Linked DNA regions of Triticum aestivum: region 1 is linked to region 2. Evidence: chromatin contacts called from public Hi-C data. All regions are on one chromosome and are shown on one strand. The core of a region is the stretch at or near the end of the contact, and the rest is flanking DNA. Distances in the headings are between cores, read along the strand shown. Region 1 holds the start of LOC123044280 (ninja-family protein 2). Region 2 has its middle 55 kb from the start of LOC123044280.

What was found. Hi-C and Micro-C count contacts between places; a contact is called where the count stands out from the background.
Region 1: a Hi-C map of root shows a contact between it and region 2, with 8 times the contacts expected there. The contact joins the promoter of LOC123044280 here to the enhancer-like site in region 2. A contact is called at or near these places in 5 of 5 Hi-C or Micro-C datasets (leaf, root and an unstated tissue) and 1 of 1 datasets of contacts at active chromatin or transcription factors (leaf).

What each region holds. Positions count from the first base shown.
Region 1 is chr2B:190,635,823-190,638,572 of IWGSC CS RefSeq v2.1, reverse strand. It overlaps LOC123044280 (ninja-family protein 2), which reads right to left and starts at 1,411. Exons shown (of 2, transcript NM_001426744.1): 1 at 501-1,411. The coding sequence starts at 1,002.
Region 2 is chr2B:190,580,457-190,583,534 of IWGSC CS RefSeq v2.1, reverse strand. No RefSeq gene overlaps it. Among protein-coding and RNA genes, the nearest start is that of LOC123044280, 55 kb to the left of the region's middle. Within about 2 kb of position 1,819, at least 8 of the 8 cell types and tissues checked have an H3K27ac peak or open chromatin away from gene starts, as enhancers often do. A contact at or near this core is called in leaf and root, where this site is marked.

The DNA of each region.
Region 1 (2,750 bases), core at 162-2,661, 55 kb before region 2:
AAACTGCTTAGACACATGCCGTAGAAGGCATCTCTTGAGACCCTAGGAGCAACAGCACGGCTCGAAATAATCCCAGAAATGACATCACCCAAAACAAACGCCCCGAAAAGAACACAACAAATCCCATGCGTACGTAGAAGTATCATCAGGTTGTGCAGAAAAGAATTCCCCATTTCTAATGAATTTGGCGAAAAAGAAAAGCATCGGCTCAGCTAGCGTTCTAACGAATCGATCCCAGTAAATCACAAGACCAAAGCAAGATCCATGGCAAAGAACACTCGACTTGCTAGATCCCCCCTCTGCCCATGCATCTCCTACCAAAAGAACCACGGTAAGCTCGGCATGACACCGACCTGCATGGATCGCCGAGAGCTTGGCAACCAGAACAGGCAGCTGAATGAATAATTCAAGCAAGGGAACGCAATAGAACAGTGGGAATTGCAAGCTTATTGTAGCAAACAGTTCGAGTGGTAGGGAAGCTGATGAAAGCATGTGTATACCTTGCTCCGGCATGCTTGAGGAGGTGTTCCCCTGGTCGACGACGGAGCGGCGGAGCTGGAACGCGCTGGGGTAGAGCGGCTCCTGGGCGTCGTCCCGGCTGCTGCTGCCGCCGGACTTGCCGGAGTTCATGGAGGTGCGGCGCTCGAGGCGCTTGCGCTTGGCCTGGAGGCGCTTGAGGCTCTGCATCTCGCGGCGGCGCCACCGCTCCTCCTCCGTCTCGGTGGGGAGCGAGCTGGTGCGCATCAGCGGCGCCGGCGGGGGCGTGGCGGCGGCGAGGTCGTCGCTGGTGCCCGGGAGCGAGTACATGGCGGCGAGGGAGGAGGAGCGCACCAGCCGCGGCTTCTTGGCGTCCCGGCCGGAGTTGGCGCCGAAGCAGCCGCCCAGGGACAGGCCCAGGCTGAGCTCGACCACCTCGTCGGGCTCGCCGGCGCCGCCCCCCGCCTTGTCCGACGACGAGCCCTTCTCGCCGCCGAACCTGCCCAAGAAGTCCCTCGACGCCATGTCCGTCCGGCAGAGAGAGAGAGAGCAAGCAATTCCCCGCCGCGAAGCAGACGCCAATCCCTCCTCCCCCCAACCTCCAAGGACGGCCAAATTCTCAGGAAGACCTCGCCATTGCCGCGAATCCGTCCCGCGCCGGGCAATTCTCGGTCTCCAAACCCAGAGGGAAGAACATCACAGCGCCCAGGGAGGAACGAACAATCGACGAGCGCCGGGGAAGCAGAGCCAGCAGAATCGGCGGCAATCAGATCCCTGCGCGCGGCGTGTGGGATCCTCGAGCGAGAGGGGAGGGAGGGAGAGGGGGGATGGGAATGGAGAGGAGAGGAGAAGAGAAGGAGGCCTGCGTGCGTGTCGCTCTAATCTCCTTCGTTGTTAGACTGCTCCCTCCATTAAACCGAAATTGTTTGGAAATGGGAACAGGGGGGAGCTAGTTGGATGGGACTACGAGCGCATGGAGGCCGGCCACGTGTCGGACAGCGGGTACACGTGTTGGATCCCGACAAGCCGAGCCGGCATCGGGCGGCGCGCGGCTCGGCGCGGCTCGGCTCGGTTGGGACCGCGGTTGGTAATGGGAGTACTTGGGGAAGTGTGACGTGTCGAGGCCGCGTAGGGGCGTCTGCCTGACACGTTTCGGGCTTCCGGTTCAGGGCACGGCTCCCCGTGCGGTGTCCCTCCATACTATACTTCTACTAGTATCTTTTTCTATGTCCTACTATTTGTATGATTGTATCTATACGCACCTCCGGTAAATATTGCTGGGTATAAATAATCCTTGCACGCATCAGAAAGGCTTAAACGGCACATTCGTGTACCCTTTACTCAAAAGTGTAGAAAACTAAGAGTTTTTTCCAAAATGGTCAAAGATCACATATTAAATCAAATCAGCATTTACAAAAATATCATTTACGAGCATGAGAAATTACAGTTAAGTCCTTACAAAAATCAGCACCGTTTTCTTAATGTGCCTGTTGAAGACGTGCCGTGAGCAAAGCTCATTGCGGTCTTTGGGCCTCCATCGCAACATTGTTGAAACCGGGGAGCTTGCAGAAGTGATGGTTAAAGCCTGCTTTGATTGATAGGATAGGAATAGTATAGGAATATGAAAATCATAGGATGTGAGATGGCATGCATCTCAATTCCTAAAGAGAAAGACATGTCATTTGATGCATAAGATAGGAATTTTTTCATTAAGTCTAGGCTAATGTTTTTTTCCTTTGAAATGTGAAGGATTGAATCATATCCTACACAGGAATATGAATCCATTCTTACAAACCATAAGGCTTCAAAGGGATTTTTCCTATGAAGTTTCTATCCTTTACAGTTCCAACAAAATTCCTATGAACCAAAGAAGGCCTAAAAAGTTGCCGATTTAGACCAGCAAGCGTCGTGGTTGCAAACTGGAAAGGTCGTCACCCTGAAGAAGCTAAAACAACGCGAGCTAGAAGATAATCACAACTCCGACCAAACAAAAGAGGGGCATACAAACCTCACAAGTCCTTGGATAGAGTAATATTTGCATTAGGCTTCATCGAACGGAGACGGAACTAAAGAACAAAAACATGCCAAACAACATCCCCTCCTCAGTCATCGAAAATGCTAATAACAACACGATGAGTATTCGATGATTCACGCCATCATCTGACTTGTCGACGCCACACCAAGAAAGGGCATCACATGGGGAAATCCAGGAAGAATTATCCCACTTCGCCGCTGCTGTGTCAAAACTGGCGGATCTCGGGGTAGGGGGTCCC
Region 2 (3,078 bases), core at 570-3,069:
GTCCGGGCAGGACATCAGGGGGAAGACCGAACGTCCGAGAAGGTACCTAGACCATCCGGCTTTGTGCAAACTATAATGTGGTAGATCATAGGCTGATCGGACGTCTGGGGCCTAGTCTGGGACATTTGGGCGAGCCTAGAAAGGTATGTTATCTTAGTATCCATCCGGGCAAAGGCCGTATTATCCGGGGAGATGCCTGGACAATCCACATTAAGAGAAAACCTTCTGTTGCTCCAGGTGGTCTAGTCGGACGAGTCCGAGACGCAGTCCGTACGATTCAGGCAAAGCTTAGATGATCCAGGTAGCAACCTGGACGATCCGACTGTTGAGCTGAGGATGGTCATTTTGGTGGTAGGATTTGGCTTAGACACTTTTGGGGCTGTGTATGTGTAGGTTGTGCATGGAAAGATATTGACTTGAGCAAATCTTCAACGAACCCCTTTGAGCCCCTCTTAATAGTGCATGATCCCTATAACTCAAGATACAGAAGAAGGTGTGCTTCTTTTTGAGTCATATATATCCTGGTAGGTCCATGATCCCTACACAATGATGCCAAAGGGACTAATATCATTAACATCAAAACAAGATTAAGGGTATGATTACACTCTCAATGGGATCTGGTGATTGTGGAGGCGTTTGTTTCATGTTTCTTCAGCCAACCGAGGAGGGCAAGGTGCACTTGTTTCCATCCTCCTAGAGTCCATCATCGTGTCGGAGATTGGGTGCTGATGTCTAATCCAAAGCACATGTTGCTGCTCTATCACACACTTCTTTTGAGCGGTGTTTTGTAGCATCTCTGGTTGCTCCGATGCTGACTGTTTTGGCCGAATGGCAACTGTTTTCCTCCCGGCCAATATACCGAAAGGAAGGCCATGTGTGGTTGTGACTCAACGTTTGTTTCTTCTTCGTGTGGCTTATGTTGGCGACGGACCGACGGCGAGCCCCCAATCCAAATGGTTATGTCCTTGGCGATGGCGAGCTCCATAAGGTGTGAGAACCATGTTGATGACTTCGAGTTTTTTTTTTGGCAAAGTATTTGGACCGAGTTGGAATTTTGCAACTGCAATGCAATATCTATAAGACTGTTCGGGTCCTTCGTGATCCGTCTCTTGTTAAACAAGCACATTTTGGAGCAAAGCAAGAATAACTCTTATCTCATGATAATTTTATTGATGTATGTTGAAAAATGGAAGATTTTTATGTTCCAATAGTATATACTATATCAAGTTTAGCATGAACCAGCACGACGTTATCCGAAAATCCACGAATTTGTGCGTGAACCATTCATGCCACAGACAAGAGCCCCACGGTACCAGGTAGTATTTCCTACGGCACCAATCGAGTGCATTAACATACTGCGTTAAAAGAAACACGGCGCCAATCCAGTAACCTCGTTCGTTTCTCCCAGCTCGAAGCCGCCAAGCCGAGCCACACCCAGATCAAAAAGCATCCCCGAGCCGGCTCGCGTCGGCTCGGCTGGAGGCCCCACGCGATGAGGGTAGCTCTCCGCGACCCTGTAGGGGCACCCAGCAGGCAGCAACTGGCACCCAACAAACAGCCGCTGCAACTTGCCGCGCCCCGCGGGTCCCACCCCCGAGGGCCTACGCCACAGCGACACGTCGCCCCCCGCGCATCCGTCCGCTTTTAAAGCCCGCGGGCGGGCGGGCGGTACGGGTACGTGTGCGTGAGGCCGCCGCATCGCGCGCCACGTGCGGCCTCCCTCCTCCCCCGTGGGTCCCACGACAGCTCACCGCCCCACACGCAGGCCAGCTTTGCCGTCGCGCCCCTCCCTTTTCGTTCCTCGAGACCCGTCCGCGGCCAGTGACACGCGGGGCCACGCGGATCCCGGGCCCGGCGGTTGGCGCCACGCATGCGGTACGAGGCCTGTGGGTGATTCTGCGGTGAGGTAAGCGCGCAGGTGGGGTGTTGTCGCGGGGTCTGCGGTGGGCGGACACGTCACCCCCGGGTGGGGGCGACGGCGACGTACCGGCGCGGAGATCCACGTGTCGGGGGAAAGGCCCGGAGGGGGCGAACGGACGGCGGAGATGGGCGCCTGCCTGTCCTCCTTGGTGGGGCCAACCGCCCACAAGTGGATGGCGGATAGCGTTTGCTTGTGGTCTTCCGGTGGGAGGGTCAGGGATCCTCTGCGGCCAGCCGGCTGTGTGTATGGCGGGAAGAGTTGCCTGGGTGGGCGACAGACAGATAGTCGTATGAGGTCCCGTCCTCCATGTGTAAACCTCTGGGTTCTCTGTAGTTATCTCTTTCCTGGATTCCATCTGTGTAGCTCAACACGTACTTGTTTGTAATCATGCTACTGGAACAGCTCAACACGTACTTGACAGTTAAATGAGCTCAGTCAATTTTTCCGGTGTTCTTTATGTTCTTCAGCTTGACTAATGTACATTCGGCATCAGTCGATGCCGCGCAGGTATACAGATGATTTCGAATACACTGTCCCTGCAGTGCTGCAATAACAAGGTGAAAATGCAGACAGTACTGAACAGACACACGCTCATCTCTACAACAGTATACAGATGATCTCAACCGTAATAAGGACGCTTAGCTCAAGCAGCTAGGCAGAAAGTATAGCCAGCCAAGATGTGTCTCTGAAGAACAGTCTAAAGCATCCGTGCTCACAAATGATCCGTCGAAACCCGGCACGCAGCCATCAGAGCTGACCAGCGACTAGCCAATAATTGCCGGACCTCGACGGAGAGCCACAGCCACACGCGGCTCGTTCGCAGGGGATCCGGCAAATCCGCGAGGCGGGGAGCAGGATCTTGGGGATATCGATTTTGTACGATGTTCGCCACAGAAAAAAGGTGAAAGGAAGAAGAAAAAAACGGCGATCGGACGCTGTCAGATTCAAACCCTAATAATCTACTCCGCGTCCTCCCGTCTCCGCTCGTTGCACGGCGCCAAGTTGCGTTCGACCTTGCGCTTTCAAAGTAGTGGTTAGGCTGCTGATATTATTGTTAGCAGCAGTAGTACATGCTAATGCTGATGCCTTTTTTAAGAATGCAGTAAGTGCTAATCTCTGAACAAAGATTCGGCTTAGCTAGTGCGAAGTTTTCTTGC